Regions from separate parts of the Mus musculus genome. Here regions 1 and 2 are each linked to region 3. A link is a contact called in public HiChIP or PLAC-seq data. All regions are on one chromosome and are shown on one strand. The core of a region is the stretch at or near the end of the contact, and the rest is flanking DNA. Distances in the headings are between cores, read along the strand shown.

Evidence for each region. HiChIP or PLAC-seq counts read pairs in DNA pulled down with a chosen protein or histone mark.
Region 1: an H3K4me3 HiChIP or PLAC-seq map of embryonic basal ganglia shows a contact between it and region 3, with 4 times the contacts expected there. The contact joins two enhancer-like sites. A contact is called at or near these places in 1 of 484 Hi-C or Micro-C datasets (cortical neurons) and 3 of 115 datasets of contacts at active chromatin or transcription factors (embryonic basal ganglia, embryonic hindbrain and embryonic limb bud).
Region 2: an H3K4me3 HiChIP or PLAC-seq map of embryonic basal ganglia shows a contact between it and region 3, with 7 times the contacts expected there. The contact joins two enhancer-like sites. A contact is called at or near these places in 2 of 115 datasets of contacts at active chromatin or transcription factors (embryonic basal ganglia and embryonic limb bud).

What each region holds. Positions count from the first base shown.
Region 1 is chr16:73,856,117-73,860,633 of GRCm38.p6, forward strand. No RefSeq gene overlaps it. Among named protein-coding and RNA genes, the nearest start is that of Gm22163, 200 kb to the right of the region's middle. Within about 2 kb of position 2,840, at least 5 of the 459 cell types and tissues checked have an H3K27ac peak or open chromatin away from gene starts, as enhancers often do. A contact at or near this core is called in embryonic basal ganglia, where this site is marked.
Region 2 is chr16:73,447,307-73,452,062 of GRCm38.p6, forward strand. No RefSeq gene overlaps it. Among named protein-coding and RNA genes, the nearest start is that of Gm25699, 27 kb to the left of the region's middle. Within about 2 kb of position 2,910, at least 4 of the 459 cell types and tissues checked have an H3K27ac peak or open chromatin away from gene starts, as enhancers often do. A contact at or near this core is called in embryonic basal ganglia, where this site is marked.
Region 3 is chr16:74,394,579-74,399,377 of GRCm38.p6, forward strand. The region is part of intron 1 of Robo2 (roundabout guidance receptor 2); the gene reads right to left. Among named protein-coding and RNA genes, the nearest start is that of Robo2, 15 kb to the right of the region's middle. Within about 2 kb of position 3,038, at least 29 of the 459 cell types and tissues checked have an H3K27ac peak or open chromatin away from gene starts, as enhancers often do. A contact at or near this core is called in embryonic basal ganglia, where this site is marked.

The DNA.
Region 1 (4,517 bases), core at 1,590-4,089, 540 kb before region 3:
TTGCGTCACTATCTGGATTGTAGTAACTTCCTGTAAGATCCCTGTTCAGAAATAAACACTAAAATTATTATGAAAATCAGGGCTATTAAAAAAAGTGTGTGAGAGAGAGAAGATCTTGTAAGAACATGAATTATCCTGATGTCCTTACCACACCTATAAATGCTTCTTCCCCTGCTCATGCAAAGATGATACATAAAATCCTAATAGGGACATATATGGGTATACTACACAAGTACCATATTTTCCAAAATGGTGGCTGTGGAGTTTGGATGCCTACAAATGGTGGAGTGTTCAAGAATTTTAATCAATCTCCCTGACAACAACTTTAGTAACTCCATATATAGCAATAATTCCTTCACACTAAGGAAATAAAATGAGGTATAAACCCAGACTTGGAACTACTGTGGAACAGCTTAATGAATGTGATTTGAAAAAGGAAAGATACATTTTAGCAAATTTCTTCCGTTATTTTGCACTGAACTTAAAAGAACCTGGGAGGAGATGGTGGAAATGGCCGGGGTGCTGTTTGAGAACAAGGCCTGACTCCTCTGTCTTCTTCATCTTTGCTGGACCAGTGGTTTTGTGTTATCTTATTTCCCATGCAATTCTGGGATAGACCTACAATGATTCCAGTTTTGTTTGTTTGTTTGTTTGTTTGTTTGTTTGTTTGTTTTACTAGTCCCTGAGTTTGATCTGGGCTAACACTGACTAGCCCTAGATCAATGTAAATACACATGGGGTTTTCTTTTCATGTATAGTGTATAGTTACTTTAGAGCTGCAGTGTGTTATACTGCAGTAAGATGAACAGTATTGTTTTGGTGAGACTTTTCACCATCACATGTAGGTCATAATTTTCCTTTCAAAGCTGAAATACATTCAAGCAGAACTTTAAGAATTAGTTGTGTCATGTCGGTAGATGGCGTTCTTAAATACAAAAAGGGTACTTTATTATTTTTCCCTATTTTTACTGATTAAGAAACTAAGGTGTAAAGGCTAAATTGATAAATAAGGAACACATCAGAGAAAGCTAGGAATTAAGATTAAAAAACAAAACAAAACAAAAAAACCAAGATAGTTTGCTTATGGACCTCACACTTAACACCATTTGGATAGATTCTACAATTAAAATAAACTCTAAATCATAAGCCAGTGATGGAGTGTTCAACTGGAAGCACCTCTATGTATCTATTGATGCTTCTGCCTGACAGAGATGAAGGCTCACTTCTTGAAGTTCTGACCCTATAAATAGGAAGACCCAGAATCTGTTAGTCCCTAGAGAGTGACTCCACTCCCTAGGGACAAAAGCATGCTTGGTAGCCCTGCCAGCAGTGGAATTTCTGGGACCATTCCACAAAGATTAATTTACCAACTCTCCACACCTTTGAATTCGACTCAACAAAATATCTCTCATTTAAATACTATTTTTGAAGCCCTCCTGTAGGGTGTGGAGGCAGAATGCTCTACATAGTAAGTGGGACTTAAGTAGATCAATGAATGAGGAAGTTTTAGATGCAACATAAGAGTTTAAGTTTGGAAATGTGGCTCAATTGGTTGAGTGCTTAGCATGCTAAAGGAAGCCTGGGATTTGTTTCCTGGCCTAAGTTGCCATTTCAACACTCAGGAAATGAGTGTAATAGGTTGTTCCCACACTTTTTAGCCCACAGAGAGGCATGGTGGGCCCGCTTGAGGACTATGAGCCCCTGCCTTGTAAAAAAAAAAATTGTTGGTGTTTTTGTTTTTATGTTTTTTGGGAGTTTTACATTTTTATGTTTGAGAGGGGTTTTACCCCAATAATTTTCATCTGTTTTGAGTTTTGGCCTTACTGTGGATTTCTGGCTGTCTTGTAAGTTGCTTGTGACATCGGGCTCATCTTGAACACACAGAAACCTCTTTGTATGTCTCCCAGGTACCGAGATTAAAGGCACATGCCTGTAAGCCTGAGGACTTTCATTTTATAAATGACACACACCTAGTCAAAATCAAAATTAACTGCTTTGTTCTCTTATTTCTTTAGGAAAGCTGGCAACAGCCTTTAATGGATGGGGCAGACATGTTTCTCTTAGCTGAAGGCTGAAAGCAAGAGGGGCAGATCATCTCCTCAGGGAATGTTCTGCCACCAACACTTGATCATACACAGCAGCAAATCAGAATTTTGCCTAAGGATTACAAACTTCCAAGCACCACTGTCTGCCATCAAAACAACAGTACTGAGCTTCAATATTGATAATATTAGGATCATGAGGGATATCATAATATACTTTTTTAATGAATATTATGATTAGAGATCTCAGCTCTCCATATTCAGCAAGAAAGAAGATTCTATTTTTTTTTTTTTTTCGTGTCACCTTGTTTTGGGTCGGTTTTAAGATACTGGTTTGCAGGGAGAACCGGTATTCAAGTTTGATTGACAAAAAAACAAAGTGTTTGTGTCTGTCTACATACAAGCCGAGGCCTACGTTTTCTCATTTCAAGCCTGAGTAATTTAGATAATCTTGAAGGCTCTTGGGCTACAAGGCCGCAGATTCTAGTCCGTGTCAGTTGCCTCTGTACAGTAGACAATCAAGCCAGGCACACTGTAATTTTTCTTTTATGTTTCAGAGGGTTTTTTATTTATTTATTTATTTTACTTTTTTTTTTTTAAGATTGTATTCTTCTCTTATCCTTCAGCTGCCACAGCTGGTGGCTCGCTTCTAAGTGGTATATTAGGGTCCTCAAGCCACTTGATGTCTATCTTCTTTCCCTTGACTGACACAATGTGTTTCAAATGTAAATAGTCTAATACAGAAAGTACTGGAGTTCAAGGAGAAACTCCCAAACTGTTTCTGGAATGGCTCTGCTGGGTTGTATTTTGAGACTCTACAGCGTGTGACCTTGCAGCCTTCTCTAATGCAAAGCTGCCACACTGAGAAAGCTTTGCTAATGAGCACACTGATCCAAAATGCCCAGAAGACACACAGATATTCTCTCTCTCTCTCTCTCTCTCTCTCTCTCTCTCTCTCTCTCTCTCTCTCTCTCTCTCTCCTCAGCTTGAACACACCACACAGCCCTTTCTAAAGCAGACTGTTCACAGCTTGCTGCACAACCCTGCAATTCCTTAAAGTCAAATTAAATTAAACTCACTTCTGATTCTTTCTTCTGGTTATTAAGGAATAGTGGGATTCATTTTTAGCTCCTTACCCTAATGAGAGTTCTGTTAATGGAATTGTTAAACATCAATATTCCTGGCTGCATTTCACCTCTGTGCAATCAGGTACACTCTTACAATATTAGAGATTGCTGAGACATAGAGGCCTGACTCCTTCCCTTAAGACTAGATGTGGCCCTGAGAGCTAATGTTTGGCAGTCACATGGGGCTAATTCTGTACCAAGGCTATGGTTTACATTTTCAAACTCTGTGTTTATTTGGCACAAAGTCACTTGCCCACAGAGGTAGTGTCCTGGGAGAGAGAGTCAGCTGCCCTCAATGGATGATGTGCTAAGCCCAGGGTTAACTTCATTCTTCCCAATCACCTTTGCTTTCCTTGTTTATTGAGAGGCGTCTTCCCAAGTTCTGAGCTAAGAACAGAAGTTGGAGATGAGAAAAAAAAAATTGGCCTCAATAAATTAACAATTGCATGAACATGCATGGATCAATCACATAAGTTAATGTTGAGAGAAAAAGAATCAGTTCCTTAAGTTCTTCAGGGAAATGGTGCTTGTCTAAAGAAATGAAAGGCAGATACAAATATAGGAACACACACACATCATATACCCATAGAAGATACTTAGAAAATAAGCAATTATTAGAAGTTTACTTAGAATAGCAACTTCTGTATCTTCAACAAAGAACACCAAATGTTTTAGAGAAATGGCAAGACAAAAGAAAAGGTATTTGAATTGTTGGGAAAAACAAATCTGTGGGGAGATAAATAAAGATATTTTAGTAAAATTTGCCAATATAGATTTCTCAATTATTGTTCAGTATTGTTCATTATTTGTCATGTAGAGTTGCTTTTAGTGGCTATGTTTGCTCTCTCTTCAAGATATGTTTTGTCTTTGTAAACACATACCCTGCTACAACCTAGAGAACAGGTAGCTTTTTATTATCAATTGTTTTCTAATTACTTGTGATTTAACAGTCTCTTATATTTGGGGGAAGACATAGTCAATATTCTCATAAAAATAAGAACTAAGTTATTAGGATGAAAAGAGAGTGTTGATTTGTGGGCTCCTTTATCCTCCTTCTATATCCAGGTGAAGTGTGGCTCATTTCATCGATGAAGTATTCGTACAAAACCTACCAAAAGCCATGGATCGCCACACCTCTCATCCTTTGATCTCTTATCCATTACCTGTTTTATTTATCAAAGATGATTCTGTAATATAATGGATAAACAGATCGACAAACATGCTTCTTCTGCCTTGGTCATCCTTTCCCTCTTCCAGTCTTGTCCCTCTTGTTAGCCTGTTTCCAGTCTCTGTAATACATCTCCTTTCTCCAGAACTAGTGTACCCATTGCATGAATAACAAGGGTTA
Region 2 (4,756 bases), core at 1,660-4,159, 950 kb before region 3:
CGATGAGCTGTACTACACAAGATCCTTTTATCTATGTCGGAGTAGAGGAGGCTCTTTCTTTGAGCCACGAGCTGCATCATCAAGCATGCTGCCCTGACAGGCCATGTGCCTCTCCACCCCTCTGGGATGGTGCTCCCGATCCCTGCAGCTTACAGATAAGACAGGACTAAAGAGATCAACACCAAAACATCTGAACTGTATCTATTGGATTTATAAATGCTGCCGTCAGTAAACTTGAGCTTGCAGGAAATTTGCACCAAAGCACACCTCCCTTCCTGAAAAAAGTGAGCAAAACTCTAGGGCTATGTCAGGAATTGAGGAATTGAATCCCGCCAAAGCACTTTGGATTAAACATGTCATTTGTAACATCATCAGCATTTAATGGAATGTGTGGAGCGCATTAGGCACCCAGGAGTTACTGATAGATCTAAATCTGACCCTAAATAGAAAGAATACAGGTCTCCTTCCACTTCACTCAATTCACCCCAGCATTGAAGGCATCTGGGGAACGCATTTCAGGAAGGAATCTTAGCTCCTGGAAACTCCTGAGTTACTAGGCAGTAACTGTGTTCAGAAGTCTGTGTGCAATCAACCACTACGTGCTGGAAAGAATAACCCTAAAGGGTACTGGGGAAGATGTGCATAAAATTAAAAGCTAATGTGCAGGGTCATATGAATTTGACATTCTCTGAAGATGGGAAGGGTCACATGTTTAAGAAAAAGAGGCTCAGGGGGTAGGGGTGCGGGGCGGGTGCAAAATGAGAGAAGCTTTGTACTGTGTGAGAGCCCTGTGCTCTCTTACAGGCTGGCTCGTTCTAACTTTGCAACTGTGGGCAAGTCTTATTTCTTCACTGAATTTCACTCTTCACATATGAAGTGGGAATAGAACAGAGTTGCTTTGAAGATCAAATGACTTGGGAGTATTGAACATGCTTTGAAAAACTTTGAAAAGAACGACTTACTATAAACTGTTCCCACATTTTGGCAGTAAAGCTTACATGTCTTTGAGGTAATTAGTAAAGTAGAGATGAAACCTCCTGTGGAATTCGGCTCTTTAAACAAAATCTCTCTGTGACTTGCTGGGTTAACAAAGAAAGTTCAAACTGTTAGGCACATCTACCCACAGGAAGGCATGTAGAGGGCAGAGTCTTCACTGTGCCAACAATAGGTTTATAATAATGGCCTGAGTGAGTAGTCTGCATTTGGAACTTAGGAGAATCGTTGCTTGGCCGTCTCATAAGCAAATGATTTTTATTTTCTTCAAATGCCATATTCTTACTACCTAAGTTACACTTGAAATACCAAAACATCAAGATTATGGCTAGCAAAGGAAAGAAAACTAATATTTCTCCGGATTAGATCCACTGAATATGTTCAGAGTCTTGAGTCAGCAGAATGATGGAAGGCAGGCTGAAGCCCAGGAGAGAAATCACAGCATGGGCAATGATAAGCAAGCATGCAAATGGGTCTCCTAGGAAGAAAATGGAAAGAGATTCTTTCTGCCACTGAGAAAGGCGGCATCTACCTGCTTACCCAGGGCATCAATATATCCATTGCAAATTTGAGGTGTGCACTCTGTGTTCTATTAAGAGCAAGCTAGAAGACGCTTTCCACCTTAACCCATGTAATATTCTTTGCCACGTGCTACGACTTGACAAATGTAGCCTGTTCCAAAGTCAGTTACCAGGACCAGTCCTCTGAAAACTTTACATAAAAGTAGAGTGATTCTATTCTCTCTCTTATTTTTTCATTTATTTCCACATGCATGCGTCGAATATCAGTATCTTCTCATCTTACATGTTGAAATGAATGGCTAATCTTAAATCTTACCCCACAGAGAACTGGATGTGGATCTGGACTGTATTAAGAATTGGACTAAGTGTTTGGCTGTGTTACTGTCTCCTTCATGCAAATGACAACCTAGAAAATTTGCTTTAAAACGGTAACATTGAAACATATGGCATAAAGTTATGATGTGGGTATGTCCAAAGGTTAGTCGATCCATTCTAGAAACCTTTGCAGCAGTCAAGGGGTCAGATGTCTTATTTTTAGGTAAGAGTAGTGTAGTTCCCAAATTTGGAATGATTTTGTAACCATTTAATCAACCTAATGGGATGATTCTGCCATTCATAGTTTCAATTTAAATCTCATGCATCTCTAGGTTCCCTATCATAATGCAAATCATAACTTAAAGCTTTTCTTCCAGCTATTTAGTAGTAAGCATGCTTTCAAAACAAATTACTGAGAACTTCATATCTTTATATAAATGGATTTTAGTCCCTTTAATGCCCTTCTTTCTCTCCTTAGCGCTCTCTCTCTCTCTCTCTGTCTCTCTCTCTCTCTCTCTCTCTCTCTCTCTCTCTCTCTCTCTCTCTCCTGCTCTATCCCTTCTCTCATCGCATCTTGATGGGCAAATAATGCATGGTAGAAATACTAGATCCCTCATTATACCCACTCGTTACCGGAGCTGAATTTTGGTCAGGTTTCCTTTGATGCAGGCCATTTCCAGTTCTGCAGTGAGTCTAGCATCTCACTCAGAAATGCCAGTACCGCCCCATATTTCATCGTACCATTTTAAAATAAGCTTTCCTGCCACAATCCTTTTTATTAATTGCCCTCTGCTTGGAATTGTATTTAAAGTAAGTGCAGCAGCAATTTCCGGAGCCATAACCAGAAGTTGCCACAGCGGGTTTCCTCATTTGGTACCCTTTCATCACGTATGGTAGATGGATAGCTAATGCAGCCAATTAAAATGGAGAAATTGTTCTTGCCTTTGGTAACTGGATCTTACTTTTCTTGTAGGCAGAATACTTGCCTTAATTACAGTCTGATTTTACTTAGGACATAGCGGCAAGTGCAATTTCAAAGGCAAACCACAGACCAGGCGACAGGCTTAAACTTCCTGTGAGAACCAAGGCCTTTTACTGGTGGTGCGAGACTGACTCCGTGTAAAGTAAATTTCTGCAGCTGCCTACTCTTGGGTACCTAACAGTTGGTTCTGGCTTTGCTAGAATTTGTCCTTACAAAATAAATGAACATAGTGATCAAATGTCGGCCTTCTCATAAATCTCTCTTTTCATTCTCAACATAGCAAATCAGAAACGTTCTTTTGGAAAGTCAATTTCCAAGGTGATGGGCGTTGTTAAAACATAGGATGAAGGAAGTATTATTTAAAAAAACCAAAAACCAAAAAAACTCAAAAAACTGTGATTAAATCTTTGTTTATTTAGTGTTGCCATCATTTTGTTCAAAGGAAAGTTTCAGGATCAGCTTGCCTTACTAGGTATGCAATGCTTCCCAACAAGGCATAATGAGAAGGCATCCTAACTCAAAGTCATTCATTTCCCATGGAAAGCACAATCATATATTAAAATGTTTTTAGAAGTTGTAACTTAACCTTTCTAATTCCAACTGGTCTTTTTTAATAACCTAAAAATGAATTAGAATTAGAGTGGGTGACAAGGTTCCTTTCTCATACACAGATATAACGTCGGAAGCATCACCCTGCATGCCAGCTGCTCCTCTAATGGGTGCAATTTAGGTTAATAACCTCCTTGTTTTAAAATAAAAATAATTATGGGGGTATTTGAGCCTATCAGCCAGTCATTCTTTAATGTGAATGAATTTGAATTATTTTCTTCTTACATGGTATCAATTGTAGAAACAAGGGGACTGATAAGCACTTTTGTTTTAGAGAGACTAATGTTGGATCTTCAGGGAAAATAATGGCCAAAGTTGGAAAAAATAAAAAAATAAAAAAGCTTCAAAAAGCATTGCCTCCAGACCTGGGAGGAAGGCTGGGGAGAGGGCACTCAATAGAGACCACCCATTTTATAATTTGCTTAAGGATCTCATAGGACACTGATTTTCCCCCCGATATTCATCTTGTATGCCAAGTTTTTAAACACATGTGTGCTTTGTAAAGAACCCATGCAATAGCGTCCATGCAACAGCATCAAAACAAAGATTTTTTTTTTCTTTATTATGAAAGAATTTGATGGAAGTGAGTTTTGTGAAAAGGACTGGGGAAGAGACACCATGGTAATGGGGGCAGGAGGGTGTGGAAGGGTTTGTTAATTCTAGTATGGTGGCACTGTGTGGGCTCAGAAGGACACATAGATATAGTGCTCTGACATAGTATATTCTGTGAACAATAGAAGACTGCAAGAGCCTGAGAAACAAGATATTCTTTGAAATGCTCCCTTCCCACTTCCTCAATTCTTTTTCCTAGCTATTCTTGGGAGCTACAATTCTTCTCTAACACACATATTAGAAACTAGAATACTTCACCAGCATTTCGAGACACAAAAAGGTGAAAATGTGTTCCGATCTGTTTCTCCTGAAAGGAGATGAGGAAACCCTATTTTAGAAGTGCTCTGCTTCTAGGCATTAAGGCATGACCCTATGAGGGATGGGAGGCAGTATTATGGCTACCGATTTAACATATTTTCTAATTCAATTAAAACATATTCAAATATTTTCACTTGCATTCTGAGATGAACTTAATACGTGTGGTTTATTATCTTTCTGAAAAATTCTATAATCAGTTTTGAGTACTCTCATGAGATTCACCTAGGTTTAAGGGAACAAATGTCCTCTGTATTATAACTATGTTGATGGATTATGCATATATACACTATATGGACAGACACATCCCCAATAGACCCATAGCCCATCTGTAGTCCCTACCTACTACACACATTAAATCAAAGGACATAAAGTAGTATGATCTATATTCAAAAAAATCTGACTGTCA
Region 3 (4,799 bases), core at 1,788-4,287:
AAGAATGATAAAGAACAAATGATATTTCTTTCTAGCCCCTGACTATCAGCTTCTGTAAGCATGCACACAGGCTAACACACACATACACAAATCATACAAGATATTTTGAGATACCTAAAATAAAATCATCAAGTATTCACATTAGCTCTGTGTAAGTGAAATATTTTATTGTTTTCCTGCTTGTTAATTTGGATGTATTTGGATGATTTCATCTATGTGCACTTTTTCTCCAAAATGCAGAGTTAAATAGTATGACAGTGAAGTAGGTTTGACTGTGTTAAAGATAGATATACCATTCCGGCTTCATGGAGAAATTCCAATGTGGATCTATTGTATTACTTTCATTTTACTGATGAGTGGAAGTGCCTGGAGACTGGCCTTAAAAGCCACAGAGAGTTGATGAGGGATAGCAGTCAGTTTTACATTATTTCTGTCCTCTCAGTTACCAGCAGGTTTATAAAACAATAAGAAACCAGTTTGTATACCATACCTTTAGGATATCTGAAAATTTTCCAAAGATAGGCTAGTTTACAATTGCCATAGGGCAGTCTCTTCCTGGAACTATTCATTTAAAATAAGGGGACCAGAAGGGAAATAGAATAAAAAGGGACTCTAAGTTAGGTAGCTCTGCTGAGGTATTATTTTCCACACATCTGCCATTTGCAGTTCTCTGTGGAACAAGCTATCAAGTTTTGCACATTCTCTTAAACTGTAGAGCCCCAAAGGGGTCATGTTCATCTACTCGGATCTCATTAATGTGGAAGGCACTAAAAGGATTATGTTCTGGATTCGACTCAACTAGTTCATCTAATTACAATTCTCATGCCTATATAGAGGGAGCCCACAATATTTCATGACCTTTTCTTCAATAATAAAATCTTACACTAGGCAACACCTACAGTCTGAGCTAGCCATAAGTGCCATCAAAGTTCATTCACCTAAGAATAACTCATTGCTTCTAGGGATCCTGATAATACCATCCTCAAGAGTTGCTAGTGAAATATTTCAAATATCGTTACATTGTTGCTCCTTTGTGCACATTAGTTAATATTATTCATCGGAAGTGGCAAAGATGTGGAGAAACTGTAAGTGTGACCATCTCTGTTTTCAGCTGACACATCACTTCCTAAAGGGCCTCTCTCAAGAGTAACTCGAATGTCTAATCTGACAAAATCTCACTCAGGTTCTGTCCATAGAATAGAGATGGAAAAGAGAATTTCCATTGCATTCAAACCATGTTATCTGATGCAACACTCCAGAAATTGACCAATACCACCCTGTGGCTTGTACATGGGGACCCAGCAGCTGACTACTTGCATTCTCTCTGTGACTTTTGTATCCATTTCCCCCGGGACCCATTCAGTGTTTTTGCTTTTCAAGCTTCTCCCTCTACTTGGATGTCTAGATTTCTGATTGCCTCCCTGAAGAATTAGTTTACATTTATGTACTAAATAAGGCACTGGTTATTACTGCAAGAAGAGTTATTTCTTTCCTGTCAACATTTTAGTAAGTCATTAGGCATGGTTTCTGGGAGGAGCGCGGGAGGTAGCAATGGTTTTCTAATGTGCAGGAATAGAGTTTCTCCGTCGCTCTGTCCTTATATCACTAATAAAGATGTTAAGTCAGACCTCGCTCAAAGCTGATCTCTAGACATCACTCATCAAATCGTTACGTTTTTTTCCTCTCTGATTGCCCTTGGGTATTACCACCTCTTAACAAGATATTTCACCTCTACGGAGTGAAAAACAGGCTCTAAGAAGCGGCATGAGGGTGTTTTAAATGTTGCTTGTTCTCACGGTTAGATGAAAGCACGGATTGCTGGATGGGGAAATGGCCAGCATGATTGGAAAAGCAGGCCACTTCAAAAATAAAAATGAGGGGTAAGGAAAACATATTCAAGGAACACAGAAGCTTCGTTTCGTGGCTTTAACAGATGACAGTATCAAGCTGAAACGCAGCAGGGGAATCACCAAATCGCATGACCTGAGTCTTGCTCGCAGGCTTCCCAAAGCAGAGCAGCTTCGTAGTCAGTCGATTACCAAGAGTTTTAATCCTCAAGCATGTTTTATCTGAACTATGCTATATATGCTATGTAATTTAAAAAAAGTCGAAAAGGGCGTGATGAGACTTCTAAAGGTCTTCTGCAATTATTTATGCAAAACTCTCCCATATTTAAAATATTCACGTATACTCTGCATACATACATCTAAGTAACAACTAGGAAAACCTCAAGTACTTTAAATCTAAGTGCCCTGGGATAACTAACACCTGCCACCCAGAACACCCTCTCATTACATGTTTCTCTAAACTCTCCAGAGCACTGTAATTAGTTTCTTTATCAAACAAACTGAATTGCTATTTGGATATTGTGAAGCAGATCTGCCTAAACACCACAGCGAAGAAGAGACTTTTACTCCAGTGTCATGACAAACATTGCCAAGATGTGAGATAGGCTGACTAATTTTTTTATAGTACATCTGGGGATATTTTGACTGTTTTATTTCATTTGACAGTCGTCACAATTAACAGTTCATAAAACACTAAGCTTTGAAAAAGACTACCGCAGGTATTGGACATTTAGCCACTTAGTAGTCAAAAGTGTGGACACATGTATAAAATCTGATTTGCAAAATGGTCAAAGTAGTACGAAGACCTTTCTTTCCTGCCTTTCCCCCCATTAAAAGCAGAAGGTATTAATCACTCCATCTCAATGGTGGCTGACTGAAGCTATTCACTGAGAAGGGCATTCTTGCTCATGTGGCCCATGAATAACTCTCAAGGCTTTTATTATGGCTCTGAGTGGACTCTTAACAGCACAGCCACCCTTTAGTGGTTCTCCTCCCCTCAGGCACCAGAAGGATTAAGGATAATGGCTGAAAGAAAGCATCATTGCTAAAAACAAAAGTTTTCACAGGAAAAAAGAAAAAAAGGAGAGAGAAAGTGGGACCAAAGTGGACACTTTGGAGTCAAGTCATGATTCATGGCCTCTGTTGTGTTCTGCCTTTTTCGCTCACTCAATGCACTCTTTAGTTTTACTGATGGATATGAAGCAAGCAACCCAGTGCACTTCTCCTAGCAACCGATATCAGCCAGGGAAGAAGGCATGTCCTCTGCTCTAAGGGAAAAACAGAAGAATTTGGCTTCGTACAAAGCAGACACATGTTCTTTTGCATCTGATCCCAAATTGATTATCAAGAAGGATTCAGCAAATGCTAAATAATTTTGTTTTATGTGAATGTGAACAATCCCTCGAACTAAATATCAGCTGGTCTACTTGCTATGTAGCTGGCTTTCAAATGCTAGGCCAGTCAATTGATTCAAAGGCTTAGTTTTGATTTCTCAGTGCACCCTCTTAGTGACCTCTTATAGCTCAAAACCTCCATCCTCCAAGGAATATATGTGTTCAGTTCTTGGATCATTGCAAGTGCAAAAAATATGTATACATTCCTGGAGCAATCCCTGACTATAAACCTTAGCATTGAATCCGCCAGAAATGAGCCTATAAAAGCATTTGTCTGGCTCTCTTATTTGTGTGCTATGTTCAGTTCCTGGTTAAAATGATTTAAAAATAACATCTTGAGAAAAGTTGGGCTACCTTGGAATTTAATTTCAACATAAGAAGACACATTACAGAAGCCAACAAAAGCCTAGAAAATTCCAAAATTTCTAACAAACCATTGACATGGATGTGAGAATCTCACAAAATACAAGAAGACTTCTGAGCTTGGAATTTTTTCTTCTGAAACTATGAGTGTCCTGTAAAAATTTAAAAGCAGGGGTAGGCCTTGCTTTTATTCCCACTTTATACCCATGAATCTAGACAGTCCAATGAAAAAATCTGTATTTGCTGCCAAATAAGTACCCATATGTTATAAATATATTATTTCAGATATTACTGTCATACATTAAAATTTGACACCACTCAAGTTTTCAAATCACCACAATGAGAGTGAAGCATGAGAGTATATCTTATTTTAAAGTTGCAATGTCACCAAACACAATGACCATGCTTTGGGGAGAAGAGACCAAAGGACTGCTTCAATGTTTGGAAGTGTAGGGGCCATGCACAACCTGAATGTTTTTGTATTGCTGGTTTTCAACCCAAAATTAAGATTGTAAAGAGAAAAAATATGCAGACCACACACAGAGCCACATCCCTTTACTCTTAGGACTTGGCAGGCAGGTGGATTTCGGTGAGTTTGAGGCCACCCTGAACTATATAGGTAGCTCCATGACATCTTCAATAGTGAGAGCCTATCTCTAAAAATTAACGATAAAAACAAAGTTTCGGTGGCAAAGGTCATTTTGTCACTGCCAAAGGAAATGTTCTTTTTTTTTTTTCCAAATTTTATGTTTTTGTGGTGGGGTGGGGACAAAATTAATTAGTATTGTATCACCAGCACAGCCTGCCTACTTTTGATCCTTCCTTCCTCTCCTTGCTTTGATAGACAAAAGTTTCTAAGCCAAGTTGTCCTGAATTTCCAGTGTAGTAGATAGCGAATAACCTTGAAAGTCTGACAGGCTTCTGTCTACCTCCAGCAGCATGGGCCACTACACCAAGTTCATACTGGAAATCAAACCCAGAACTCTGTGCATGCTATGTATGATACTTACTGATATCCCCAGTGATGGTATTGCTTTGTATGGGTTTACAGTCTACACAGACATGCATGTATGCCCAGCACTCTGGAGGCTGAAGCAAGAGGATCACCTTGAATTAATTGAAGGCATGTCTGGGGCACATATTTAGGTCTAGGCTGATTGAACAAAACCATGAAGCCCTGCTTTAAAGGAAAAGT